Regions from separate parts of the Canis lupus genome. Here region 2 is linked to region 1. Evidence: chromatin contacts called from public Hi-C data. All regions are on one chromosome and are shown on one strand. The core of a region is the stretch at or near the end of the contact, and the rest is flanking DNA. Distances in the headings are between cores, read along the strand shown. Region 1 overlaps BCKDHB (2-oxoisovalerate dehydrogenase subunit beta, mitochondrial). Region 2 holds the start of TENT5A (terminal nucleotidyltransferase 5A).

Region 1 (5,527 bases), core at 1,564-4,063:
TTCTGTAATTCATATTGTGTACATCTGCGTTTTCCCAGAATGCAGTTCTGATCACAATACTTTCTGCTTAAAACCTTCCCCATGTTTAATAGTCAAGTCCAGTTTTCTTAGCTTAGCATTTATGATCTTAAATGATCTGGCTTTTTGACCTTTCTTTCTAACCTTAGTTTCTCTCCCCCATATTCTTGGCTGCATCTCCACTGCTCATGAGTCTTACCCATGTTCCTCTGTCCCTGGGGAAGTCCTCTTTCTGCCTCAAATCTGATTTATACTTCCAGACTAAGCACATCTTTTTCACAGCCTTCACTACAGAAGTAATTTCTCTCAGTTATTCTCATCAATTTCCATCTAGTGCTGCATCTATAATTCATGATGCTTATTTTGCCCCTGTTTTAGTTATGTATAAAATTCATCTTCCTCTCTCCTGTGATGCCCATAATAGTGACACAGAAATTGGTTGAGTGAATGGAAGAATGGGAAGCCAGTTGTCATGACTTGGTACAAACTTGATACAAATAAAGTGGTGATTCATCTAACTGACACATAAGAGTATTGTGTACCAGTAGATGACTTGCACTGGAATTTTCTAATCTGTTCTGAGTGAGGATTTAAGGGGACTTCTTCTAAGTACGATCTAGCAACTTTGTCATCTTCTTGTGTTGGAAGTCTTTTTTTTAACTTCCTAGTTTTTGGTTGCCCTGGATATTTCAGTAAGCTGAATACTATCCTTATTGCAAGATGTCCCTTTTCTGTTATGCTGTTATGGCAAGCTTGGTAAGCATTACTGGGATGACGTGTGTGTGTATGTGTATATACACGAATTCACACATTTTACCTGAGATTAATATGGTGGCCAACTCTCCCCCCGCCCCCCCCCCCCCCCCCCCCACACACAAGAGATATTAGTTGGATGAACTAATATCGGAGTCAGTAGCCTGATTGATAATCTGAACCAGTTATTATCTGCCTTTTGATAAATCCCATTGATGTTTTCTGATTCTGCTTTCATTTACTCATTGGAGTGTGAATTAGAAAAGTGTGGCCTATTAAGTAATTGGATTATAGAAGTGATGTAGGATTTGTTGGTTATAATCCATTTTACAGGAAGAAACATCTAGAACTACCATAAGGAATTGTAATGCTATAAATTATAAAAATTATAAAACAGTTCAGATTTAGAGTAGAATGATATAATTGAATTTTTAAAACTAGGGGCACTTGGGTGGCTCAGTGGCTGAGTCTTTTGGCTCAGGTCGTGATCCCGAGGTCCTGGGATTGAGTCCTTCCTTGGGCTCTGTGTGGGGAACCTGCTTCTCCTTCTGCCTGCATGTCTGCCTCTCTCTCTGTCTCTCATGAATAAATAAACAAAAACAACTTTTTTTTTTTTTTTTTTTTGGCTGAGCATCAATCATTTGGGACCTTTAAACTGTGTTACTTTGGTGACCATACTAAGGATCATAATTATGATATCTGTGTTTAATTCTGCCTGTATATGTACACTGAATTAGCTTTCTATAACAGTGAGACTCACAGATATTTTTAAAAGAGCTGATAGCGAATATTTATTTTCTGGTTTAAACTAGTTCTTGATTCTCTTGAGCTTTATTTTATTAATAGCTCTTGAATTTGGACTTAGAATTGGTTTAATGTCAACTTTCTCCTGTTTACAAAGGGGAAAGCTCATTTATTTTTCATGCTTCTTTGTCATGTTGTTCCCTTTGCTTCCGAGAAAAGGGCACCAGCCTATTTAGATAGGGAAGTTTAGGCTATTTATAAAGCGAGGCAGGTTAATTGAAATTGACAGCTTGGTAATGTCCTTCTTGGTGAATGACGCACATGGGTTTTAGATGATGTTGGCATAGTGTTTTCACTTATAGTCAGGAATCAGCTGGAGGAATTTGTGGGCTTTGAGCTTCAGTGTTGACGTAGGTACTGGGGACAGATATGTTTTAGGAAACATCTCATTTCCATATAAATGAAGGAAGACTAAAAAAAATTTAGATGGCTTGCTCTTAAATTCCAGCTGTTATCACAAGGATGACGAAAATATTTCTTTTGATTTTCTGGAAAAACAGTTTTGGTTGTATTCAAGTAAAGTGAAATTATTACGGGTTTATTCAGAAATGCTTCTTGTATTCATTTTTGGGGAATCTTTTTTTTTTTCCAACATCAGCTATGTGTACATATGTTTGAAAAATTATATTTTTTGTGTGCATTTTATTAAACTTCAGATTTAATCTCTTAAATTTAGATAGCTTCACTTAAATTTGTAGTCATGTCAATAACTTAGTCAATTTGATTTTAATAAAAAGTAGAGGAGCTGCAGTGTTATCTTTCTTACATGATGAAACTGGGTTTTGGGTTTTTGTTGTTTTTAGACTCAGAATATCAGTTTGGCAGAAATGGGTTTTTGTGGGTTTTCTTTCCAGGTGTCACTTAAAGGAGAGTCTAATGTGAGCCTAAATTGTGTAATAGTCATATTTCCTAGAACCCAAACATTCAGATTACATTTATTTAAATTCAGTTTCATTGAAGATAAGATGATTTCATAAGTGGGAATTTTATCTTCTGAAATCACATTGATCATGCTCAGAAACAAAACTTAGTTTATATGCAAGTCTCAAAACACCAGTGGTTGATTTATTACTAGTTTAATAATACATCTTTGGTGGGCCCATTGCCCTTGTGAAAGCCAGCACTGGGTAGTTCCTGAAGACATGTGGGGCTCTGAGAATGCCGAGTTGGTTCTGTGCTGCTGTGGTTATGCTGTTACCTGTGTGGATTGTCATGTCCTAGGGTCATACTCAGATGTACAGTGAAAGCACACAGCACTTAGTTCAGGTACCCAGACATTGGTTTGCTCAGGTATGCTTGAAGGGAGTAGTGTAGGAGCCAGTGCTTCCAAGGGGATGCTTGTTTAAATAGGACCGTGCCTACTGGGATCAACTGGCCCTTATTTCCAAATGGTACATTGGAAGGCTTTGGGCTCCCTTGGATTAATCCTTGGCCTGTAGTTGTCTCCAGGCCTCTGCAGATGCATAGCAACAGCAGCAGCATTCATTCCTCAATTGCTTTTGAGTGGCTTTTGATCCTCACTCTTTATTCTCACCTCTAGGTTATTTCTTGCAGGTTAACAGAGGCCAGGCCTCTGTTGATAGCTCTGCTCTGCTCAGTGCTGACCCTTAACATCTTTGGATGAAGGTACATGCAGGCCTCCTGTACCTATCCCTGATTGCATCTTATTTTTATGTTATTTCCTTGTATCATAGTTATTTCTCTTTGACTTATGTCCTTACCACATAAGGTTTTTGAGTGTTTAAACAGTTATAGTTGTTTAAATGATATCTCATTATCCCTGCATTTGTAGCATCTGACTACAGTGCCTCGTATATGATCAAGCACATATTTTGTGGAAATACTGCATTAGGTAGAAACAAATCCTATCAAGGTGTTTTTTTTCTTTTTTTTTGTGGGGTCAGAATTAAAGCCTCTGATGGTGGTGTTAAAGGATTTGGGAGGCTGTGGTGTTCTCCCTTCCTACCCCTGTCCAATAAGCCTAGGAGGGCATACTGGAGATATCATACTCTCTTATTCTTCCTCAGTTTGGTCCATCTCTTAGGATACAACTGATTCATTAAAGATCTTATCTAAATGGTGGCACTGGGCACTTTGTTCATCTTAAAATTTATTCTGATGTTCCCTATTTCTAGTAGTCTCTAATCTGGTAATTGCTAATAGTAATTGAATTTCTTTGCAAACAAAAGAAGATCCAATTTTCAAGTACCAAAGTCATTTTTACTTTTCCCTTTAAGATTTCTTTGTTTTTCATTAAAAAGCAAAAATCTCTTTAAAGTTGATGCATGCCTTCAGGAGCATAGCAAGCAGGAAATGTTGAATGCAATTAAAATTTTTTTAAAAAGTAACTCTTATCATAATTAAGATCATTTGAACAATGTAGTTGATACAGTCAGTTGGATATGTGGTTGAATTTGAACTGATATGAGGACTTTCTCTAATATTTCCGTGGTATGTATTTAATTCTTCCCTTCCCCCTTCCCCCTTTTCTCTAAGAATGGAGAGTGTAAGAATGACCTGACGCTTTATTTAACATCTTAGTTTTGTGCACAGTTTGGAGATTTTATACCATTTCTAGATAGAAGCATGTATATATGTATACAGAGTAATAGTGCTATCTTGCTATGCAATTACTGACTCAAAGTTTGGAGCAGCCCTTTTAAAAGGTCTTAAATTCTCAGTTGTTTTCTTGATAATTTTTAAATTGCTGTTTTCTCTTGAAGGTGTTTTTTCTTTTACTTCATTGTTAGAAATTGGGTCAATGTAACGTAAGGTTTAACCCAGCTCTCTTACTTGCTTTAGCATTTTGGAGAAACATTGGAGGGAATTTTAGGAATTGCCCGTAAAGACTTACTGCTTTCAGATGAAATATTCAGGACTATTTTGCATCTGTGGCTGTCATGTCAGATAATTAAGGTCTAATTTCATATATTTTAGCATTTGAGTTGAGTAGTGGAGCCAATTTAGGAAAGACATTTCTCTAACAGAATGGCGTGAGCCTTTGAGTACCAAGGCTGCCAGTTCCTGACTGTTGTTGTCCTTGGGCAAATCACATAAATCAAGGCTCAGTTTTCTTATTTGAAGAATGTGGGGCTGGGGGGCAGATATTAAAAAACAAACAAACAAACAAAAAAACAAAACCTTTGGTTACCAGTGATGGTTTTAAGCAATTGCCACACTTGTCATGTGTAATTTATTTTAAAAATACTTTTTCAATTTATTTTCAAGTAGTTTTTTTTTTTTTTTCTAAAATTGAACAGTAGAGTTAATTATTTGCTCTTTTCCTAGAATATTGTTTTTCTAGCTGCTGTTAGCTAACTATGTGTCTGTGGATATTCTGGGAGTTTTCCTATTTTCAGTGAGATTTAACATTTGAGGGGGTTTAATATCAGTGATAATCATTTAAAAAAAACAGGTTTTGGGTCATCCAGACACCTGCCATATAACCAAGTGTTTAAGGGTTAGCTACTTCACAGTGTCTGAAGTGTATGAAGCTTTCACTTGAGATTCAAATAATACACAGTGATAGGAGCATCCCTGCATGCCATCCCTGAAGGATCCAGATTATCCTGTGTTACAGCAACAGTGTAGTGATAATATAATCAAGTTACAGTCAGAAAAATTTCACAGATTGCATTTCTTAATATAGCACCTTTCAACAGTTCTCTAGCAATAAGTTTATCAGTAATTACATACTGAAGAACTTTCTTAACCTGCTTCCAGCAATAATTGAATAGCTACACATTTAATGCAGATTTTGATATGGTTGTGATACCAGCTTTATCTTGAAGCAACTTTCTTAAAATTATCATTCAAGGAACACTTGTGGGTGATTTTATTTAGTAAGTCTGATTATCCTCACCTAGTAAAGAAAGCCACAAGATCATAACTATTTTATAGGGTGAATTTAAGTGAAAATGCATTTTTCTCCCATTATAATGATTAAATTAAA
Region 2 (5,527 bases), core at 1,799-4,298, 1.2 Mb after region 1:
CTCCTTCCCTTTTGTTTTGTCAAATTTCAGCAAACACTACCTACAGGCTTAAACAGTCCTCTGAAAACAACAACAACAAAAATGCATTTAACGAGTGGTTTTACCGTCTGGAAAAGAGACTAGAAGTAATAGTTTGAGGCTTTTGGCAGACGTATCACGGTACTAAGAGGTTCTGTTGTCATGTCTGACTTTTGAAATGTTATTTTTTGAAAATGGTCTTACAGGTAGAACATTCACACGATATCCACACAATACTCAAAAGACAGAAGTGCATACAGTGGAAAGTTGGTCTGTCTCTCACCCTTGTCCCTAGTCACCTAGTTCCACTTCCCCAGAGGCTACTGTTGAGATTAGAATCTTGTCCCTCCAGTGGTACTGTGCAATTACAATCAAGTATGAACTAAATTAGGACATTCTGGGAGACTGATTCCTCAGACAACTTTAATTGTTTAAAACATGCTTTGAGCCAGTGTGTGTGTGTGTCTGTCTGTGTGTGTGTGTGTGGGGGGGGGGTACCCACAATATCCGTCACACGTGAGCCGACCCGGAGAAGCATCCCACATATCCTTCACACACGGAGTCAGCTGCACGCAGCTGAGAAATCTAATCACATTTTCCAATACAGTAATAATAAGCCCATTGACTGGATCCTGCTTCAGGCTGCTCTTTCCCCAAAAACTAGATTATAAAATGACTCAAAAATTGGTTTACGTCATTTCATTCTTCCACTTAATCAGAAACCACTCTGGACAAGCCTCAAGCAAGGAAATCCAAAGAGTTAAAAGAAAAAAGAGAGAGAGAGAGAGAAGAGAGAAGGGAGAACAGAGGAGGAAGTAGAAGAGTAGTGGCGCGTCAGAACCAAGTGAACTTAAAACACCCAACACCGTCCGCGCACCTCCGTTGACTCATTAAAACAATCAAAACCCAAATATAATAGGAGCACGCCCAAACCCGTCACGGCCGCAGGTCTGTGGCATCAAACGGGCGCCCCTCTGCCCGCCGCACCCCAGCCCGGCCCGGGCACGGCCCCAGGCCCATGTCGGGGGGCTTTACCTTGAGCGTGAGTGGCGTGATTTTCTCTTTGTTCACCCCTTCGGGCAAGAAGTCCAAGAGGCAGTCCAGCACGACGTCCTTCACAGTCTGAAACTCCTCTTCCCCGCGCAGGTCGGCGCAGAAGATGAGGTCCAGGTCCTTGTAACCCAGGCCGCTGTCCTGGTGCAGAACGTGGCTGGCGGCCGAGCCGTTGAGGCGCACGTCGCGGACGCCGATACGCTTCTCGGCCAGGCGCCGCCGCACCACCTTCACGATCAGGCTCGGCTGCAGCTCGAGCGTGGGGAAGTTGCCGCGCCCGTGGATCGGGATGGTCTCGCTCAGGATGCCGTCCAGCCGCTGCACTTGCTCCCAGTTCAGCACGTTGCAGTGCGCCGTGGGGCTTCCGCAATAGTCCAAGCAGTGCCCGCCGAAGTCGTCGTCGCCGCCGCCGCCGCCGCCGAAGTCGCCGCCCAGGGGGATGTAAGCGCCGCCGGCCAGCTCGTCTTCGGCCATGGCAAAGTACCCTTCGCCTTCCGCCATGAAGTGCCCTCCGAACACCAGCTGGCCCTGGTCAGTCCTAAAAGGCCAAAAGGGGGAAGGGGCGCGTTGAGGACGCGCGCGGCGGCTGACGGGGGCCCGCAGAGGGAAGAGCGCGCCCCCTCCCCGGCTCGGCCGCAGGCTCCAGGGCTCCCCGGGAGACCCTCCCGCCCCGGCCCCCCGCTGTGCCCAGCCGCGCCCCGCGCCCCGCGCCCCGCAGAGAAGCCCCCGCACCAAAAGTATCTCTGATGCATCTGGAAAGCGCAAGCGGGAATCCCGTCTGTGTCACCTGGAGGCGGCCGCCCCTTCGAGGAGCGCAGCGAGCGAGGAACCGCGAGGCGGCAACACTTCGAGGAGCCGCGAGTGCGCTCTCGGCAGCGGCGAGCGACTCAGTCCTTCCCAGACCTCGCCGCCTGCGCTGGCCGCTCCCGCCCCTCGCCCTCGCCCTCGCCCCCGCCCGCGCCCGCGCCCGCGCCGCTATCGCCTCAGCTGCGGTGGTCCCGGAGGTGGCGGCCCCAGGTGACGCCGCCGCCGCCGCCGCCGCACACGCTACTGTCTCTGGAGCTTTAGCAGTTGTGCGGGGGGAAATGTCTTCAGTACTTTTTTTATACCGGGCCTTTCGGCGCTTCCGGGGCCCGGGCGCCGCGCACTCGCCACACCCTCCTCATCTGCATAGGGCGCCGCCCCCGCCCGCCCGCCCGCCCGCCCCGCAGGCCGAGCCCCGCCGAGCGGTCCGAGCTGGGGGACGTCGGCCGCCGAGTGTGTGCGTGTGCGCGCGTGTGTTGGGACCAACGCTTGGTTTAGGGACGGTCTTCCGCGCGCCCAAGCCTCTTTTTTTTCCTTCCCCCCCGACCCCAACCAAAAGACACTTAAAATGCCTCAAGAGCCCTGAAAACTGAATCACGGCTGAAATCGCGCAACTGCAGAAAGTCGCCAGACATAAAATTCTCTCCGGGTGCCGCGCGTCGCTGCAGCTGGATGGGGCTCCGGGGGTTCCTGGGGAGCCCCTGCGTGAGACGGCCGTGTGGAGCGGGGCCGTTTTCTTAGGCAATCAAACCGACCTAAAGGTCCGCGAGTCCATGCAAATAAGTCTCCGCGACCGAGGGGGAAGAGCTTGCTGACTGTGTGTTTCGATTCTCGAAACGTCGGGAAGCGCCGGGGAGCTCCGGGGCGAGCCTGGGGAGACGCGGGGGCGGAGCCGCGAGCCTGCGTCCAACTCGTGCGCACGAGCGGCTCCGGGCGGCCGGGGAGCGCGGCGTCGGCCAGCGCGCGTCACCGAGCGGGCGCCCCCCCGCCCCCCCCCGCAGGTCGGGCGGGCGGGCGGGCGGCCAATGGGGGAGGACGGCGCGGCCCGGACTCACCGCGGCGCGTTCTCTCGCGGACTGAGGCAGCGAAGCGCGCGCGTCCCACACCAAGGTTTGCCTTTCCCAAGTGACTACAAATGCCGTGTGAAATTACCTAGCTTTCCGCGGCACGTGAAAGGACGAGGCTAAAGGATCAGCGTTTCTCCCCCACGTCCCCCAGCTTCAGTCACTTGGGCCGGGCGACAGGGGTGTCATGGGTACCCCGCACGCGCGCACGCGCTGCCGCTCGCCCCGCCGTGTTTCCCGGCCGTCCGTTCCGGCCTCACGCTGCTCTTCCCAGACCAACTCCCCTGAGGTAGGGCTGAGGGGAGCGCGCCGGGGAAGCTGAAGACGCTCCCCCAGGGCCTTTGCACAGCCCCCGCCGTCCAGCTCGGGAGGAAGAACAGTCCGCCCCGTGCGAATCGACGGAGCCGCGTCCTAGTTACCAGAGCGGCGAGCCCTCCGGGGGTGGAGGGTGGAGGGGCGAGTAGGGGGCGGGGAGAGGACGGTTACCCACGGAGCGTCCAGCTGTGTGGCAACGCCGCCCCCTGCCGGTGCCCTGCGGAGCCGCGTACCGAAGTGGAGAAACCGACCCGACCTTGGAGGGAAGCCCTTGCCCCTCAGCGCCCGGCCTAGCACGGGTGGGGGTGGGGCGACCACACAGTTCTCACAGGCCCGCCGCCCCGCCAGAAGCGCGTATTCCTCCCTGTCCCCACAGGAGTCCCGCATTCTGTCCAGGCATTCAGGATAATTACGTACGTGTATATGTACGGTTTGACCACCTCTTACGTTCCAGGCACCCAGGCTAAGTGCTGAGGATATAAGGACGGCTGCATCTCACACAGTTTAAGCGGGCATGAGAAGCAAGTACGCACTTACGGTTCAGCCTTACCTGTGTGATGAAAGGAGTATCTGTGGTGAGCTAACTAGGATCAGGGAAACTGGGAGGAAAAAAAAACATCATAAACTAGAAGGGAGGTGTCGTTTGAATTGAATCTTTTTTTTTTTCAATATTTTTTTCTTTATTTATTTATGATGGTCACACAGAGAGAGAGGCAGAGACACAAGCAGGCTCCATGCACCGGGAGCCCGACGTGGGATTCGATCCCGGGTCTCCAGGATCGCGCCCTGGGCCAAAGGCAGGCACTAAACCGCTGTGTCACCCAGGGACCCCTGAATTGAATCTTTAAAAGTGGACTTTACTTTCGTAGTTGAGTAAGAAGGAGGCAGGCATTGTCAACATAGGGAATAGAGAATGTTTGAGAAAGGATGTCTAGACTGCCATGGAAAGAAATAAGACTGGTAGTGCATTGGGATAAGGTTTGTGGGGGTTGGAGAAACTTGCTGAGCACCTCTGGGCTCTCCTCAGTGCTTTACACTTAAAACTTCATTTAATGATCTTCTGCTTAAGAAGTAGGTATTCTAGGTCAGAGGAATTCACAGAAAAAAACTGCTAGGTAGAGACTTGCCCAAGGTTCATGGCCAGTAAGAAATGGGGCCAGACCTTGAACTTAGCCCATTTGACTGCTGTTTAGCCATCATTTTTAGGAACGGGATTATCCGCAGTTTACGGATAAATAAAGACAAGTACAAATGGCAAAAAATATTTAAAAGAAGAAAAGACCTGTTAAAAATGTTTCTTTCAAAGGCCAGTGTGAATTCTGACCTTTCTAAAAATAAGGTCAAAGAGGTAAATAGGTGATGCATTAGGTACACTACACCAAAGAGAGCAAGGGTTTAGCTCTGCTGCTATTGTTTTGAACTTTATTTTAACCCTTCCTCTAAAACGTGAAGGGCGGGAAAAGGAAGTTTCAGAGCTGAGAGCACCTGTACTTCATGCATGCCCAGGATTTTGTTCTGTGGGGCTAAGGGAATCTGCATTTTACCAAGTTGCCCATGTAGTTCTGACGCAAGGGCTCAGCACTTTGCACTGCATTGACAAAAGCCGCATTGGCCCAGTCCTCTAGGCGGGGACCCTATTCCCAAGCAGAGGCTGCTCATCACTGCTGGCAGCTCCCATGGCCTCTCCCAAAAGTAGAGGTAATGGCTGAGAGGCAGAAGTAGAGCATGAGGCCAGACATGAAAGACATGTTATGCATAAGACCCTGCACCAGGAATTCTAGCAGCAGTGGGCAAGAGCCCTTCTCTTAAACTGCCAGGGCTTTGTGGCTGACACTTCCTTAAACCTTTATCAAAGCGTTTCCCCCTCCCCAACTGGGTTCCGCCCATCACAGCAAATTTCCATATCTCCATAATCCAGACCCTGCTACCTCCTGCACTAGGACATCTGGGCTGTCTTGCTTTTGGCAGTACCTTGGTGATGCTTTGACTGGATTCATATGTGTCTGATTCATAGTGGCCATTTGATATGTACTGTTGAACGAAAGCATCTGTTGGTCTTTGTTTCTCTTCACCCTGTCCTCAAACTGAGATAATATTTACATTCTGAGGGGAAAATGTTCATCCTTCCATGAAATTGCAAATTTTGCAATTGCAAGCATTTATTTTTTTCTAGATAGCCAAAATAATTATCAAATGAGAAAATCTATACTTTCACAACCTAGATATCTTTCGACATAGTTACTCTTAGTTTAAATTTAGGTTCAAATTTGTTT

Evidence for each region. Hi-C and Micro-C count contacts between places; a contact is called where the count stands out from the background.
Region 2: a Hi-C map of skin fibroblasts shows a contact between it and region 1, with 2.4 times the contacts expected there. The contact joins the promoter of TENT5A here to the enhancer-like site in region 1. A contact is called at or near these places in 2 of 9 Hi-C or Micro-C datasets (amygdala and skin fibroblasts).

Annotation. Positions count from the first base shown.
Region 1 is chr12:41,246,733-41,252,259 of UU_Cfam_GSD_1.0, forward strand. All of the region lies in intron 3 of BCKDHB (2-oxoisovalerate dehydrogenase subunit beta, mitochondrial), which reads left to right. Among named protein-coding and RNA genes, the nearest start is that of BCKDHB, 33 kb to the left of the region's middle. Within about 2 kb of position 2,814, at least 2 of the 20 cell types and tissues checked have an H3K27ac peak or open chromatin away from gene starts, as enhancers often do.
Region 2 is chr12:42,486,005-42,491,531 of UU_Cfam_GSD_1.0, forward strand. It overlaps TENT5A (terminal nucleotidyltransferase 5A), which reads right to left and starts at 3,049. Exons shown (of 3, transcript XM_038554613.1): 1 at 3,028-3,049; 2 at 1,054-1,609. The coding sequence starts at 1,572.